Regions from separate parts of the Sus scrofa genome. Here regions 1, 2 and 3 are each linked to region 4. A link is a contact called in public targeted proximity ligation data. All regions are on one chromosome and are shown on one strand. The core of a region is the stretch at or near the end of the contact, and the rest is flanking DNA. Distances in the headings are between cores, read along the strand shown. Region 1 overlaps DERL1 (derlin 1). Region 2 overlaps ZHX2 (zinc fingers and homeoboxes protein 2). Region 3 overlaps LOC102162152 (a long non-coding RNA gene). Region 4 overlaps ZHX2 (zinc fingers and homeoboxes protein 2).

Evidence for each region.
Region 1: a targeted proximity ligation map of alveolar macrophages shows a contact between it and region 4. A contact is called at or near these places in 3 of 47 Hi-C or Micro-C datasets (epiblast stem cells, fibroblasts and liver) and 2 of 2 datasets of targeted methods (alveolar macrophages and skeletal muscle).
Region 2: a targeted proximity ligation map of alveolar macrophages shows a contact between it and region 4. A contact is called at or near these places in 1 of 47 Hi-C or Micro-C datasets (embryonic fibroblasts) and 1 of 2 datasets of targeted methods (alveolar macrophages).
Region 3: a contact with region 4 is called in a targeted proximity ligation map of alveolar macrophages. A contact is called at or near these places in 1 of 47 Hi-C or Micro-C datasets (embryonic fibroblasts) and 1 of 2 datasets of targeted methods (alveolar macrophages).

The regions. Positions count from the first base shown.
Region 1 is chr4:16,329,507-16,333,666 of Sscrofa11.1, reverse strand. DERL1 (derlin 1) reads right to left here. Exons shown (of 8, transcript NM_001244479.1): 4 at 3,548-3,574; 5 at 2,876-2,971; 6 at 712-764. Among named protein-coding and RNA genes, the nearest start is that of DERL1, 21 kb to the right of the region's middle.
Region 2 is chr4:16,391,509-16,395,589 of Sscrofa11.1, reverse strand. ZHX2 (zinc fingers and homeoboxes protein 2) reads left to right here. Exons shown (of 5, transcript XM_021088974.1): 4 at 3,715-4,081. The coding sequence starts at 3,964. The region is part of intron 4 of LOC102162152 (a long non-coding RNA gene); the gene reads right to left. Among named protein-coding and RNA genes, the nearest start is that of DERL1, 83 kb to the right of the region's middle.
Region 3 is chr4:16,363,946-16,367,889 of Sscrofa11.1, reverse strand. All of the region lies in intron 2 of LOC102162152 (a long non-coding RNA gene), which reads right to left. Among named protein-coding and RNA genes, the nearest start is that of DERL1, 56 kb to the right of the region's middle.
Region 4 is chr4:16,530,548-16,535,088 of Sscrofa11.1, reverse strand. All of the region lies in intron 1 of ZHX2 (zinc fingers and homeoboxes protein 2), which reads left to right. Among named protein-coding and RNA genes, the nearest start is that of ZHX2, 21 kb to the left of the region's middle.

The DNA.
Region 1 (4,160 bases), core at 362-2,861, 200 kb after region 4:
TTTATTCAAAAGCACATATATGGAAGCATATATACTCTAACAACAAACTAACCAAAACAAAAAAAAAAGACAGAAAAGAAAAATTCAGTGCTAGGAAGCTGCTGTGTGGCACAGACAGTAAGGATCCAGCATTGCTCCAGCTGTGGTTCAGGTCACAACTGAAATTCAGGTTCAATCTCTGGCCCAGGAACTTCCACATGCTGCAGCTGTGGCCAAAAAAGAAAAAAAAAAAAAAAAAGAAAAAAAAAAGTGTTAAATATGTTTAAAGTCCTGCAATTTTAAACAATTATATCAGAATGAAATTATCAATACGATAAGGTATCAAAGCATCAATGCTGAGATTCTTTAAAGTTCTTTTTTTTTTTTCTTTGTCTTTTGCCTTTTCTAGGGTCACTCCCACAGCATATGGAGGTTCCCAGGCTAGGGGTCGAATCAAAGCTGTAGCCGCCAGCCTACACCAGAGCCACAGCAACAGGGATCCAAGCCGCATCTGCAACCTACACCACAGCTCACGGAAACACCGGATCCTTAACCCACTGAGCAAGGCCAGGGATGGAACCTGCAACCTCATGGTTCTTAGTCGGATTCATTAACCACTGAGCCACGACAGGAACTCCTCTTTAAAGTTCTAATAAAGTTTAGAAAAAAAAAAGATAAAGAATAATGAAAGTCTTCCCAGGATCAGTTTGCAATAAATCTATTATCACTTACGAGCCTCCGATGATATAGTTGAATCCAAGGATAACCCAAGGTAAATAACAGGCCTAGGAAAGAAGATACACAAACATGAATAACTCCATACAACTGCTAAGGGGCTGCTATGGGTACGGTTATCCTAACAAGGGTGTCTATAAATCTTTTGGAAAGTCACTGCAAAAATTCCTTAGATCCATCTGGCATCATTCCTGTTGTACTTAAACATTCCCACCTAAAATTATGCTTATTTATATATTAGTAACTCAAGACAAGGTACTTTGCCCGTAGTTTTCAGATGTGATACGTACCCTGCTGAATTATAACAGCTTTAGAAAACAGACGTGTCCCCTATGGATGCTAACAGAAACATAGTCCATAAGAGAGGCACACTAAGACTCCAGCCAGCAAATTGTTACCAGTAACTTACCAAATACCCCCATCTTTTTAGGTTCTCCTTTTACGTACTTCACAAAATCATTTCGAATTTTTACCACATTATACATCTTGAACTAACACTCTCCCGTACAAGACTTCCTGTACAGCCCAGGGAACTCTACTCAATATTCTGTGATAATCTATATGGGAAAGGACTCTGAAAAAGAATGGATGTGTGTATATATATAACTGAATCACTGTCATACAGCAGAAATTATCACAACCTTGTAAATCAATTATACTTCCATAAAACTTAAAAAAAAAAAAAAACCCACTCTGCCAAATGAGAGAGCTCTCCAGACAAATTCAACATTGGAGCCCCTGTAAAAAATTAATAAACAGAAACCTCAATTAAGTACAGTTGGGAGACCAGAAGGGGGAGCTCTCGCGCCCTGTTCCAAAAGCAGAGCCCAACAGGAAGAAGACAGACTTCTTTCCTTGCAAGGACTCAGCCAATGACAAGCTCTGTTTACCACGGCCCTCCCAACTTCCTCTTCCTCTCTCTATAAAAGCTCTCTCCTTCCCTTGGTGTGCAGGGACTCACACGTGGCCAGCCATGGCTGCAGACTCCAAAATGCAATTCTCTGTCGATCCCAAGTAAACCTTCTTGCTGGAGAAATATCTGACAGCCTATTTACTTTGGGTCAACATCCCTTCCAGATTCAAGACATCAATCTAATAGCTAAGGGAGTTGCAAAAATATCACACATGTCGATAACTTGAAGGTAGAATATGGTAAGTGCTCTAAGAGGAACACAAAGTAGTGCAAGAGCCCAAAGGCAAGATGAATGCCACAGACAGATGAGGCAGGAAATACACTCAGTCCCAACTCAAATTAAAAAAAGAGTATGGTTTCGGAGTTCCCCTCATGGTGCAGTGGTTAACGAATCTGGCTAGGAACCATGAGGTTGCGGGTTCGATCCCTGGCCTTGCTCAGTGGGTTGAGGATCCGGTGTTGCCGTGAGCTGTGGTGTAGGTTGCGGACGCGGCTCGGATCCCACGTTGCTGTGGCTCTGGCGTAGGCTGGCGGCTACAGCTCCGATTGGACCCCTAGCCTGGGAACCTCCATATGCTGTGGGAGTAGCCCTAGAAAAGGGAAAAAGACAAAAAAAAAAAAGAGTACGGTTTGGAGTTCCCACTGTGGCACAACGGGATTGGCAGTGTCTCTGGCACGCAGGGACGCAGGTTTAATCCCCAGCCTGGCACAGTAGGTTAAGAATCAGGCGTTTCTGCAACTGCAGCTCGGATCTGATCCCTGGCCCAGGAACTCAATATGCCAAAGGCGGCCAAGGGGAAAAAAAAAAAGTACAGTTTTCATAAAGAAGAAAATCAAAAAGATGTTGCGGGCAGATTGTGAGCAAAGGCACAAAGGGAAGTGTTTGGGAGGCAAAAAAATAAATAAAATAAAAATCTGTTTGGCTAGAGTGTAAACCACATAACAGGGAATGATAAGAATGGATTTTCAAAGAAATAGTTCCACATGAGTATCCCTCCCTCCCTCTACCACACACATACATGAGATCACTCGGGGACACAGGCCTAAGGGGCCAAGAACTAACAGCAAAGGACTGAGGTTTGGCTAAAGAACAGCAGGGTGACTGAGGAGGGGCGAGGGGGCTTGCCTGTGGTTTGCTGCTCTGCAGTGACCTCTGCTGGTTGTGTCAGAAAGTGCATCTTTGGGCTGAAGAGCGGGATTTTTGCAAAGACTAATGAAAAGGAAAATCTGCCAGCTAGGTTATAGTACCTTAAATCTTGTTCCAAACCAAAACGATACAATCATGTCTCTGTTCAGCTGGGCCCAGACGTAAAGCACTGACATGATCAGAGGGATCATCAGCAACTGCAAGAGAAAGGAACACGTAAGGACAGGGCTCCAGCGGCACTGAGAACAAGCCAAGCGTCAAGCTACCTTTTTCTCTTTTTAACCTCTCCCCTCCAAATAAACTCACCTATGGACAGTCAAAACGCAGAAAGAAATTCAACTCATCAGAATTAAAAGTTGGCCCTTTCCCTTAATCATTCAATGCATGCTTTAAAATCTTGTAATAAAATACAACACAATTATATTATTTTGGGTAGATTTAGAAGTATCAGGGGCAAGCTTTGTTACTTGAAAAAAGTATGCAATAAAGCTTTACTTACTGTATAGTCTCAATTTTTACAAAAACTACATATCCACAGACGCTTAGAAAATACTGGATAACCATCATTCTCAACGTTCATACATAAGAAGAAAGCCAGAAATTAACAAGAAAAGTAATGCTTTAGGGACTTCACGTAAGATCTTCAACATATCATATCATTAACCATGTAGTTAATATGATTTAAACTTCTATCAAAGGCCATCTTTGGGCTGAAGAGCGGGTAAATTCGAAACACATAAAAAGGCAAACAGACAGTTTCAAGGGACACTTACCTGCATATCCATTGCTAAGCCAGTAATCTTGGTTTGTCAAGTTAAAGATCAGACAGAAACAAAGCATTCTGCACCTAGTAAAAGTTCACTGCATTCCAGTTTTCTGAAGGAAACACTCTTCTATGGTTTACGTTGCTTAAAACACCCTAGAACACAAAGATGTCTAATAATCTTCATTCTGAAGGTGCTATTCGACTACCCGATGACAAAGAAAGAATAGAAATTAACTGCTGTGGTCTATGACTCCGTCTGGTCACCTGCGTCCCCTGTGCCCTGCCACCGCATTTTAGCATCTCTCCTTCAACTAAGAGATGGAGGTGCCTGCGCCCTCTGAACCAAAGAATGCTTCGACTCACATTCGGGGCTCCAGGGCGCGGGTGAGACCCCAAAACTCTTTTCCTTCCCCTAAAGGAGGGAAAAGGGCATCCAAAGTGCCACATTTTTCTGCCTCTTGGCCAAGTTGCAATGGCAGCTGAGCCCCAGAGTGATGGTGGGCTCACCAACTCTGCACAGGACTTGAGCCACCAAACCCTTCTGCTGCTCTCACCATCTGCAGAGGTCGCAGCCAGGAGGCTGCCGACAAGTGTGGGGGATGCACCGCCAGCAGCGAGAC
Region 2 (4,081 bases), core at 1,535-4,034, 140 kb after region 4:
AATTTTGCCACTTGAAGCAACACGGATACACTTGGAGGGCATTATGCTAAGTGAAATAAGTCAAAGCAAAACAAATACTGTATGATATTACTTATAGGTGGAATCTAAAAAAATGCAACTAGTGAATATAACCAAAGAAGAAGAGGACTCACAGATACAGGGAACAAACTAGTGGTTACCAGTGAGGAGAGGGAAAGGAGGAGGGCAAAGGAGAGGTAGGGAATTAAGATAGGAACTACTGTGTATAAAATAAATAAGCTATGAGGATATATTGTGTAGCACAGGGAGTATGCAGATATTCCATAATAACTGTAATTGGAGCATAACCTTTAAAAATTGTGAATCAGGAGTTCCCACTGTGGTGCAGTGGAAGCAAATCCAACTAGTATCCATGAGGATGCAGGTTCAATCCCTGGGCTCACTCAGTGGGTTGAGGATCCAGCACTGCTGTGAGCTGCGGTGTAGGTCACAGATGCGGCTCGGATACCTCATTGCTGTGGCTGTGGTGTAGGCTGGCAGCTGTAGCTCCTATTTGACCCCTAGCCTGGGAACTTCCATGTGCCACAGGTGCAGCCCTAAAAAGCAAAAAAATAAAAAAATAAATAAATATAAAAATTGTGAATCACTATAATGTACACCAACTGTACTTCAACTAAAAAAAAAAAAAAAAAAGATTTGGAGATTAAAAAAATAATACTTAAGCCCTTTCCAGTACCAAAAATAAATTTCAAACCATCACCATCAAGAAGCTGGGAAAAAAAAAAAAAAAATCCCTCTGCTGCTCCGGAGATGAAGGAAGCAGGAGGCCCGTGGGAGGCTTCCAGACGGGAGATGGACGTGGCCTGGACGAGGCAGGGAGAAGAGGAAGTGGTCTGACACTGGGTGTCTTTTGAAGACAGAGCCAACAGGATTGCCGATGAGCCATTGAGGGGTGAGGTGCAGAAGATCGGGGCTCAGGTGCCGTGGTGGGGCCAGTGGTGGAGATGAAAACTCTAGTAGGGACCCATGTTTGAGGCGGAAAAGAGTCTGACATTCAGACATGTCGGTTTGGGTGTGGTCAGCATAAAGACACGGCCCCCCCTCTGCTCTGCTGTGCCCCGAGGGACCTCCCCACGGCTGATAAATTGCCCAGCATGAAAGCACCTTAGAGGGGCCACCTTCTGTGTTCACAAGGTGGGGTGGCCCTCTCCCAAGTCCTGCTCAGGTTTGTCACCTGAGCACCTAGACAGATGAGTGGGGTCCCTGGTCCCACAGGGTTGCTCTTGAAAATAAGCCCATTATTCTGCCTTGAGCTCTCTCTTCAGTGGGACTCAAATCCAGGCCAGCAGGAGAAGCTGGAAGGGCTATTCCATCTCCTCCATCTTTCTCCTGGATATTGGCTACTCCTCTTTCAAATCACTTCTCCCTCCTCCTCTAGACTCACAGTGAAAGGCCCTCCTCTGTGGAAGCCCATGCATTTAGATACTCAGCAAGCTCCAGCCTAGCACTTCCCCTGTTTGGGTTCTGTTAACATATCCTACCTCGTAATAAGCAAATTGTTCCTGTACTCCTAAATTTATGTTTATTTAATGCAATTCCAATCAATATTCCAGCAGGATTTTATTTTGCAGATGATTCTGATTTATGAGAATTGACTTATATTAATAGGTGATCAGAATAACTCCGAAGTGTCTGGCAAAAAAAGAATGATAAAGAGAAACTTGCTCTTCCAGATATTAAAACATGCTCTAATCTACAAAAAAAAATTTTTTTTAATTAAGTGTAAGGCTCAATAGCTAGATAACAAGTACAGAATGCATAACCCAGAAACACCCTAGTATATAAAAAAAAATGTATGGCACAGGTGGTTCCACAATTTAGTAAGAAAAGATAACACAATACATGTGACTGAGATTATTGATAACTTTCAAGAAAAATGCTTAGAATTCTATCTCACAGCTTACCCCAAAATCTGTTCAAGTCCAAATGAGTTAAATATAAAATAAGCCAAAACACTCTAAGAAAACATAGGATAATAGGTCTCCGCTATCAAAATAGGGAACCACATTCTAAATATAAAACCACACTGAAAGAAGCCACAAGTGAAAAAGATTGATAACAGTGCCATCTAAAAATAAAAATTTCTACCTGTAAAACATGAAACATTCCACATGCAAAACTAAAAGGTAAATGACAGACTGGAAAAATTTTGCAAGCAATACAGTAAAGGGCTAATATTTTAAATAGAGAACTCATAAATTAATAATAAAACCATTAGGCATCACATTATAAAAATCATAGTTCACATTATATATAGGCATCACATTATAAAAATCCACAGTTCACAAAAGAAAGAATACAAATGGCAAGTGATTCTTTGAAAACTGTTCACCCTAAGTAGCAATCAAGAAAAGCAACAAAGGAGTTTCCATCGTGGCTCAGTGGTTAAGGAACCTGACTAGTATCCATGAGGATGCGGGTTCGATCCCTGGCCTTACTCAGTGGGTTGGGGATCTGGCATTGCTGTGAGCTGTGGTGTAGGTTGCAGACTTGGCTCAGATCCCAAGTTACTGTGGTTGTGGTGTAGGCCAGCAGCTATAGCTCCAATTCAACCCCTAGCCTGGGAACCTCCCTATACCACGTTTGCAGCACTAAAAAGACAAAAAGACAGAAAAGAAAAGAAAGAAAAGCCACAAAGCATATTAAAACAGCTGTCCCATATCTAATTGGCCAGGCTTTTTAGTGGTAATGTTTCATGTAAGCTAAGCGGTGAGGCAGGCACTCACTGCCAGGGGAAAGGCCAAATGATGCAAAAACTTGGCCATATGAGTCAAGAGAATTTAAAATGTTGACATTCTTTGACCCAGTGCATTTATTTCTAAGCATTCACCCAAAGCTAGTTATCAGAGGAGTTCCCTGGTGGCCTAGCAGTTAAGGATCCGGCATTATCACTGCTGCGGCGCAGGTTCAGTCCCTGGCCCAGGAGCTTCCGCATGCCGCAGGCACAGCCAAAACAAAACAAAAAGCAATGTAGTTATCAGAAATAAGGACTGAGGGTATGGACTGCAAGTCTGTCCTGCCGAAAAACAGGAATAAATGTCCGGCAGAAGTCCAATGGCTCAGTGTATCACGTATGGTATAGCCCTACAGTGTAATATCATGCAGCTGTTTTCTCATCGTTCTTTTGCTCAATGTTTATGAAAATGGGAACTGTTCAAATGAAATGAAGGAGATGAAGGAACACTATCTGGGGTGATGTTTTTCTTTATACTTTGAGGCATTTTCTGGATTTTCTATAGTGATTTTACTATTATGATAAGAAACAAAACATTCATATACATTTTCTATAAAGCCCACCTAAATTCCACCTTTCCAGCCCCCGGTGGAGGTACCATCCGTAACAGCAGCCAACATTTCACTGGCAAGGTCTCCTCCACCGTGAAACCTACCCCTTCATAAGCTCTCCATGCCCTTGTTGCTTTCCTCTACCCTTGGTCTCTAAACATCAGCGAGCGAGCTGCATCCTCGTTTGCTTGCCTTGAGCCTGGTCCCGCTGCCCTTCCCAGAGAACAGCAGAGAAGAATGTGCGCTTTCATTTTGCTGAGCACCCGCCCTCAGGCCATCTGTGCTCACCTGGATATTTGCTTGGGTGCCAGTTGGGACGGGTCATGGGAGCGACTCAGAAAGAAATGCTTGTGAGGAAACACTGACTCTCTCTATGTTCTTGTCCCACAGATACGATGCTGCCTCTTGTGTTCAGCCGTTGGAGCACTTACAGTTTTCTGTGCTGAAATCATTCTGGAAACACTAGACTTCAGCATTCAAGGAAAGCCAAAGCCATTGGAAGGGGCGTAAAGCCAAAAGCCTTTGATCTTAGAATCCCAAAAATCTCACTGCCCCTTCCCTGCCCACCCCCTCCGGCCCCCCATATAAGCCATTGCACGCAGGCAGCATGGCGAGCAAACGAAATCCACAACCCCGTGCATGGTTCGGACATCACAGGTAGTGGAACAAGACTTGCCCGAGGAAGGAGACAGGGCCAAAGAGAAAGGAATCAGCACGCCACAGCCGGAAACGGCCAAGGACACGTGGGCAGCAGAAC
Region 3 (3,944 bases), core at 705-3,204, 170 kb after region 4:
CACCTCCAGAGCTACTGTCATCATTCAGAACCCCCCACCTGTTTCCATACATAGTCTCCTAACTTGTCTCTCTTCTCTAGACTTTCCCCACCTGCCTGCATCTGTGTTCCAGCTAGATTAATCTTCTTTACAGCCTGGGTCCCATTGTGCCTCTCATCCACCTGCAAGTGGCTCCCACTGCCTAAGATTGAGTCCAGGCTCCTCTTGGTACCCTGCCTGCACCTCCCAACCTCCAATCCACTGCATTCCTCATCCCATTGCCATATCTTTCACTTGCTTGTATACGTGCACACTATTCAAGTCCATCCTCAACCACTCCACATCCCTCACACCCTCCAGGACCTCTCTGGCCTGGTCCAGGTAAAAAATATATCCTCCAAGAACCCCTCCTGACCCCTTCCAGCCAAGTCAGGTGCTTCTTCTGCTGGGTTCCTAAACCCCTCTGTGTGTCTCTATTATAATTCTAGACGCAGAATTATAATTAGCTCTGTGTTTCCCTGCCATAAAAGCCTGTGATCTCCTTGCAGACGAAATCCACGTTGTCTTCTTTTTCTTTGAAGTTCCTTTTTTTCTGCCAGTTTTATTGAGATATAATTGACATACAGCACTGTATATATGTAAGGTATACAGTATAATGATTTTTGTTTTGTTTTGTTTTAAGGGCTGCACCTGTGGCATATGGAGGTTCCCAGGCTAGGGGTCGAACTGGAGCTGCAGCTGCCAGTCTATACCACAGCCACAGCAACACGGGATCTGAGCCTCATCTGTGACCTACACCACAGCTCATGACAATGCCAGTTCCTTAACCCACTGAGCGAGGCCAGGGATCAAACCTGCATCCTCATGGATACCAATCGGGTTTGCTACCACTGAGCCACAACAGGAAGTCCCAGCATAATGATTTGACTTGAGTCTTATCTTTATATTCTAGCATAGGCTTGGGATGAGGCAAGCATGCATTCAATCATGTGTTGTATGGATAAAACTTCACTGACAACTTCAGAAGTTTAATTAGATTAGGGATGGTAGTAAGACAGTTGAAAAATCATTTGTGGGAAAATAGTCATAATGGGATGAAATAGGTTAATGTTCACAAATTTCTTCCTTTCACCCAACCTACCCAAGAGAACCTCAGAATAGTCAGCCTAATTCTCCTTTCATCCCCATCTCTGGAGAAACCAATTCCTAGACATTTTTGGTACAGAGTCTGGAGTCAGCAAAGAAGGATGCCTGCAGAGGGATTGAAGCAGAAGCAGAAGGACTTAAAGAGGCCAAATCAATCCATGTAATAAAGAATGAAGAGAGGGAAAAAAGGAAGCTCAGTAAGTAGAAGCCACTGGGGCTGGCGAAGAAGGAAAAAAATTCTTTAAAGTTCTGGTGAGGGAACAGCTTCACACAGAGTGTGGGATATAAAAAAAAAAATGGGCAAGAGTCCCAAGAACATTAAGACTTGTGCCATGGGGTATACGTGGAAGCAGCCCACTGAATGTCCTTTCAGAAGGATGAGAAAAATATTAAATTCCCTTTTTAATCCAGTTTTGGTTTATTTGGGTTGTGCTTTTATAACCAATTCTAGGACTGGACCATGTGGGTCATAGTTTCAGTAGGGTTACTTGTTGTTTTGGTAAAAATGAAAAGACACTGGGAAATTAACTGAAAACATATTCTGCTATTAATAGGAGGAGTCTCATCACCCATTTCCATGGACCATACTTGTCTTCAGATCAGTTCATACTGCTGTCTGGTAGGAATTCCTGTGAGGCTGGGATTACACAGAAATGCAGTTAAGCAGCAGGGGACGAGTGACTGTCCACAATCACAGGGACTACCCATGGCAAGGACACCCCAGAATTCTGGGGCCTGAATTTCAGCCCCTGCTTTACATTAGTGGGTTCTATGATCCTGGTCACGTCACTTCCCCACTTTAAGCCTCAGGTTCCTCATTTGAAAAATGAGAGGGTTTAAACCAGACGATCATCAGCTATTCATTCCAACTCTGAGATGCTATGATCATAGGAGTCATGCTATGAGACTCCAGGCTCCAGCTCAGCAGTGAGCTAAAGAAAGCTTTAAGGCAATAGCTCTAAATCTTTTGAGCAAGTATCCTCAGCACCTCCCTGAGGGAAGTTTGAAGAAGCATGTATGCCCATGAACAGTGTTCAATTAAAGAGCTGCAGACGTTCCTGTCATGGCTCAGCAGAAATGAATCTGACTAGCATCTATGAGGATGCAGGTTCGATCCCTGGCCTCACTCAGTGAATTAAGGATCCGGCATTGCCATGAGCTATAATGTAGGTCTCAGACGAGGCTCAGATCCCACATTGCTCTGGCTGTGGTGTCAGCCAGCAGGTGCAGCTCCAATTCGACCCCTAGCCTAGGAACCGCCATATGCCACAGATACAGCCCTAGAAAGACAAAAAAAAAAAAAAAAAAAAAAAAAGCTGTAAACAGGAGTTCCCATTTGGCTCAGCAGATTAGGAATGTGAATAAAATCTATGAGGATGTAGGTTTGAATCCCGGCCTTGCTCAGTGGGTTAGGGATCCAGCGTTGCCACAAGCTACAGTGTAGGTCACACATGTGGCTCGGATCGAGTTTTCCCATGGCTGTGGTATAGGCTGACAGCTGCAGCTCTGATTCGACCCCTAGCCTGGGAACTTCCATATGCCATGGGTGCAGCCTTAAAAAGAAAAACTAATTTAAAAAAAAAAAAAAAAAAGAGCTGCAAACAGAGGATGGAAAACTAAAAAGCAGGCTGTTCAGGAATATTTCTCCAAACCCAGAACCTCTCACTCTGCCTCTCTCCTCAGCCAAACCACACTTACAATGGCATTTGTTAGAGAAACAGAGAACTTTTGTTTGGCATCATTTAACCAGCTGCCCTGGAAAGACAGCTGCCCTCACTCTGTGCCTGGACACTGTCTCCCAGGCATGGTCCCCACCCCTACAGAGGTGAATAAACCCTCCAGGTGTCAACACGAGAAGCAGGCTGGGAACTGGGTTGGTCCGGGCGGGATGAATTTCTCTTCTAAGGGAGTTTGAAACCCGTGGGTGTCCCAGAAGTTTTTCCCAGTGCTTCCCCCACCCTCGTGTGGCCGATCATCAGCCTATTGTGCAAGAAGGGCCATGGATCCGAGGAGGAAGGGCTTCCAAGGCACAAGAAAATGCTGGTCCTCAGCATGGAGAAATTGCATCATTTTCCACTAGAGAGGAATGAAGTCAAGAAAGATTTCTTCAAGGTCAGATTCAGGAATCTGCCTAAAGCCTCAGAAACTCATAAGTGTCCAAGCTAGAAATTGAACTCAGGTTTCTCTGAGACAGAAGCCCATGCTTTTTATTTTATTATCTTTTTTGTTTGTTTGTTTGTTTTCTGAGCCACACCCACGCATATGGAGGTTCCCAGGCTAAGGGATCCAATTGGAGCTGTAGCTGCTGGCCTACGCCACAGCCACAGCGACACCAGATCCAAGCCGCATCTGCAAGCTACACCACAGCTCCTGGCAATGTGGGATCCTTAACCTACTGAACGAAGCCAGGAATCAAACCCAAAACCTCATGGTTCCTAGTTGGATTCATTTCCACTGTGCCCCAATGGGAACTCCCTATTTTTCTGTCTTTTTCCGGCCACATCCGTGGCCTATGGAGGTTCCCAGGCTAGGGGCCAAATTGGATCTGTAGCCACTGGCCTACAGCACAGCCACAGCACCACCAGATCCAAGCCACATCTGCAACCTACACCACAGCTCACGGCAACGCCAGATCCTTAACCCACTGAGCAAGGCCAGGATTGAACCTGCATCCTCATGGATACCAGTCAAATTCATTTCCACTGAGCCATGACGGGAACTCTCAGAAGCCCATGCTTTTAACCAAAAGACTCCCGCCCCTTGTCATCGTCATGGCTGGGGACCTGTGATGGTGACAAGGGCACATGCACATTCAAGTG
Region 4 (4,541 bases), core at 434-2,933:
GTGGTAGCCAGGGTCGTGGTGGCCCTGAGCTTTTCTGCTCTGCTGGGCACCCACAAAGGAAGCTGGTGCTGGGCCTGCCACCCTTGGCTTCTGCAAAAACAGTGGGAGGGAGGAAGGGGGGAGTGTCTGGGTTCTGGGCAGCACGGTAGAGCCCCCAAGCTGTTGTGGCCACCCCTTGTGCTCAGCAAATATTTGTGGAATTCCTGAGGCAGGCAGCACCAACGGACCCACAGTGACCCTTATCCGGGATGCAAGCTGTTGGGGATTTGGCACTCCTCATTTGTTCTGGCAACTGATGAAACATCTTTGCACCCTGTGCTATCAGGAACCCCAAATGCAGGTTAATAGTGAATGCCTTGCATCAATGGCGGGAATAACTAGTGGTCACTTTAGAGTTGAGTCTTCTTCCCAAGGAAGAAGAGGGGGTGAAAATCGTATGAAACTCCAGGAGCTCAAGAACAAAGAACATGTCCCGTTCCCCCCCCCCCCCCCCCCCCGCTTTCAAAACCATGTGGGAGGCTTGCCTGGAAGACTTTTAAAAACAAAACAAAAACCTACAACTGGAAGTTATATCATGTGTAGACAGGTGTGAGCGCACACAGAGCTGAGGCGGCACAGCTGGAAAGTTTAATATTTTTGACTCTTTTGTTTGCCGGTGCGTAGGTATTTGTATGCAACTTTAACAGCAGAAAATATACATTAAGGCTGATGGTTTGTTTTGTAAGTTCCACTTGTAGACCTCAAGGCTTTCTGTGAATGAAAAGACTATACGTGTGTGTTGTGGTGTTTGCTGAAAATAACAACCCGTGGAAAAATTCCTACTCCTGGGTGTGCAGAGAGGGTTTGTTTATTGCAAATTACCTATCTCGTTCTGAGTATCTGTAACAAAACTCTCCGAGCAGATTGGGCAAATTATCATTTTTAGAAAATTTGTTTATTTACTAAAAATGTATTCCTGCAAATTTCCCATAACGCCCCTTCTTGTGAAGTGGAGTTTCTCAGAAGCTGGGTCTGACACCTGTCCTCGAGAGCAGGATTTTGACACAGGGCCTCTCTCTGGGGACTCTGGGAACCCAGGGGGGTGTTTTCAGCTCAGGCGAGAAATTCAGAGCCGAAGGCAGCAGCGCTCGGTGCTGGGAAGGCGCACATTTGAGGGAAGATGGAAGATGGCTGCCGGTTCTGGGCCGTCTCCTTCTGTGCGGATGAGTCGGCCACCTGGATCTTTTCCACCCTTCTGGAACAAGCACATGTCCTGAAAGAAATTCCACACACACAGGCGGGGGTCAGGAGGCCTGGGCTCCTCCAACTCAGCCACCCACTGCCTCCTGACTCTGAGGGGGTCATTCAGCCCCTCTCTGGCCTCAGTGTCCCCACGTGTCCCCTTAGTGTCTCTTCCTCCCCCCCACCCCCCTCTGCGTCACTTTTCCTCCCAATGGTCCATCTCTGGGGTTTACTCAGCCCGCACCAGGCTGGCAGGGCTCCTGCAGGTTGGGCTGCCTGTCAGAGGCCTGCTGCCACCCTGGCTGTCTCGGGGGAGCCTGTTGACTCAGATCTTTCTGGAAGCCTTGTACAAAAGAACTCGCCTCTCCAGCGAGGTTGCCCAAGGAACTGGGATGACGTTTCCTTGGAGAGCCCACGTGGTGTTGAGCAAGCAGGCGGCTTTCTGCAGCTCCCAAGGCAGTGGGCCTGGGACTGATTTACAGGGAAGAAGCGAGAAAGGGAAAGAGAAAGAAGGGGTGACTGGCCGGGTGGAGGGGGTGGGGCTGCAGGTTCTCAGGCTGGAAAAGTTAATGGGCCGTCTTGCTGGGGGGGGGGGGGCGCCCACATCCCTCCTGGCCCTGGGCTCTGGAATGCCGTGTTTATCCAAGGCTCTGTGGATCCCTGCTTCTCTTGGGAAGTCGCTTCTCCCAGGGCTGCCAGAGGCTGGCAGGATATCTCCAAAGAAATCTCCCTTCCCCGCAGTTAGCCGCTGTTGGGGACCAGGGGGTGGCAGCGGGAGATGCTTTAAGGAGAAGAGGAGGGCGTGAGCCCACAGCGGTGGTGGTGGGGGGGTTCTGAGTGGTCAGCCCGGATTAGCACCTTCTCCCCCCTTCCGGTTCTGAGCCTGGGAAGGGGGTGGGGACTCCGGGCTGCGGGGACTGAAAACTGAAAGCCGCCCAGCGACAGCCACCGGATTTCCCTCCCCCTTCCCCCACCCAGCCCAGCAAACCACCCCCCACATGACACCAGGAGCAGAGAGGTGCGAGCGCTCTTAGGGTAGTAGGTGGCGTGAGGCAGACTTGGCGGCTTGACCATCTGGCGTCTTTCTGTACGAGGCTGTGACAGTGGCTCTGGGCCCACCTCACACCAGCGCTCCACGTCGCTTCCTCCAGGGACTTGTGCTGGAGCTCAGCCTCGGCTCTTCCATCACCTCCTCCGGGAGGTCTTCCCTGGCAGACGGAGCTTCCTCCCTCTCGCCACCATTGACACTGTCGTGGGGGGTGTCCGGTGGGCGATGGGATGTGTGGCAGCCTCCTGGGCTCCACCCACCAGATGCCAGCAGCGCCTTCCCTCTGCTTGTGACACCCAGAAACTTCTCCAGGGGTTGCCAAAAGGCTCCTGGGGTGGGGCGGGGAGTGGGTGGGGGAGAACCACGGGCTAAATCACATGCTCTGTTTTCTTTTCTTCACGGCCCTCTTCACTCTCTGGAATGATTTTACTTTTTGTTTCAACTTGATCCACGTTATATTCATCTGAGAAGCTTTTTTTTTTTTTTTTTTTAAGCAATCCCAATGCCCAGCCCCACCCCCAAATGATTCATTTAGGATCTCTGGAGGATGGCTACTCATTTAGAGCTTCCCAGGTTCTTCTGCTGGGCAGCCTGGCTGAAGGATCACTGCTCTCCCCACCGCCACACACCTGCAGGGTGAGCCGCCCTCTGAGGGAGGAAAGTGACTGCCCTGGCCTCAGTCGTGTTGTCAGTACATAGAATAGCTTCTGCCACATAGTGGGACTCAGCACTGAGATTGCACGAAAGAACACATGCTCAGAAAACCCATCATCACTGGTAGATGTTTGGTTTTTTGTTTGGTTTTATTTTTTATTATAGTTGATTTACAATGTTCTGTCAATTTCTGCTGTACAGCATAGTGACCCAGTTATACATACATATATATATATATATATATATATACACATATACTTTGTTTTTTTTATGGCCATACCTGTGGCGTATGGAAGTTCCCTGGCCAGGGATTAAATCTGAGCCACAGCTGCAACCAACACTGCAGCAACAGTAACACTGGATCCTTTAACTCACTGCATCAGGCTGGGGATCAAATCCCAGCCTCTGCAGCAACACAGAGCTATTGCAGTCAGGTTCTCAACCCACTGTGCTACAGCGGGAACTCCTATGTATTTTTAGTAGAAATTCTTTCATTGTTCATTCGACAAACATTCATTGAGTGCTTGCTCTGTGCCAGGTGTGGTGCTGAGTACCGGAGATGCAAATTTGACCCCCATCTTTTAGGCACCTCTAGTCCGCTGGGAGGGAAAAAATATGCAAAGACACAGGGTTCCCCGTATTGTGAGGTGGTTGTTAGACTGGAGGTAAGTGGGCAGCAGTTAGAACATAGAATAAGCAGTTCCTAAAAACAAAAGGAAAAAAGGAAACTAGAAAGGAGCCCAGTTTCTCTCAGGCTACTTAACATTTTCACACTTGAACATGATCATAATCCTGCACAGCAGGTGTGGCTCCCATTTCCCAGCTGGGTAAACTGAGGTACCTCATAACTTCCCATAGGGGTCCCCAGCCTATATGTGGCCCAGCCTGGATTCAAACCCAGCTCTGCCTTTCCAGCATACGATGCTGCATTCAGAGCTGAGGCTAGAACGCAGGATCCTGAATTCTCTTGTGCACACAGCCCCACTTCCACCACTAGCAGTTAACAGTGAGGCCTTAGTGCCCTGGAGCCCTGGATCGGGATGGGCAGGGGGACGTGGCGGGCCCTGGCAGCATCTGCTCAGACCCAAAGCAACAGCTCTCCACTCTTTTCCAGCTTCCCATTTCCTTATCGAGTGCCCGTTGGACCCAGAGCTCCATGCTAGGTTTGAAATAGACATTCTGTGCTGGCAGAGCTGGCCATCATGGACGGATGACCAGAGTGCGCCCTGTCCAAACATCGGCAGCAAAATATCCAAGTCCCCACTCAGCTGAGCGTTCTTGGTGCTTCGTTGCCAGGCCCCAGCGCCCTCTCTTTCATTACCTCCCCCTTGAGTTCTCTGCTCCAGGATTCTGGAACTGCTTTTGCAGCTGCTGATAAAGCTCCTTCTCCCTGCCTCTCCTCCTGCTGGACCTTTGCACCTGCCATCCCTCTTCCTCCAGAACAGCTCCCCCTCTGCTATGAGTCAGGCTCCTCTAGCCTCCTCCGACGCAGACACCAGTCCCAGGTGCCCTTGGCTTTGTCAGGTTCACTGTGCTAACCCTCTCGGAATTGTCATCCCCCCAGATTGTCACCACCTCTTGTCTGTAAGCTCTGGGGACGTCGAGGGGAGGGGGTGTC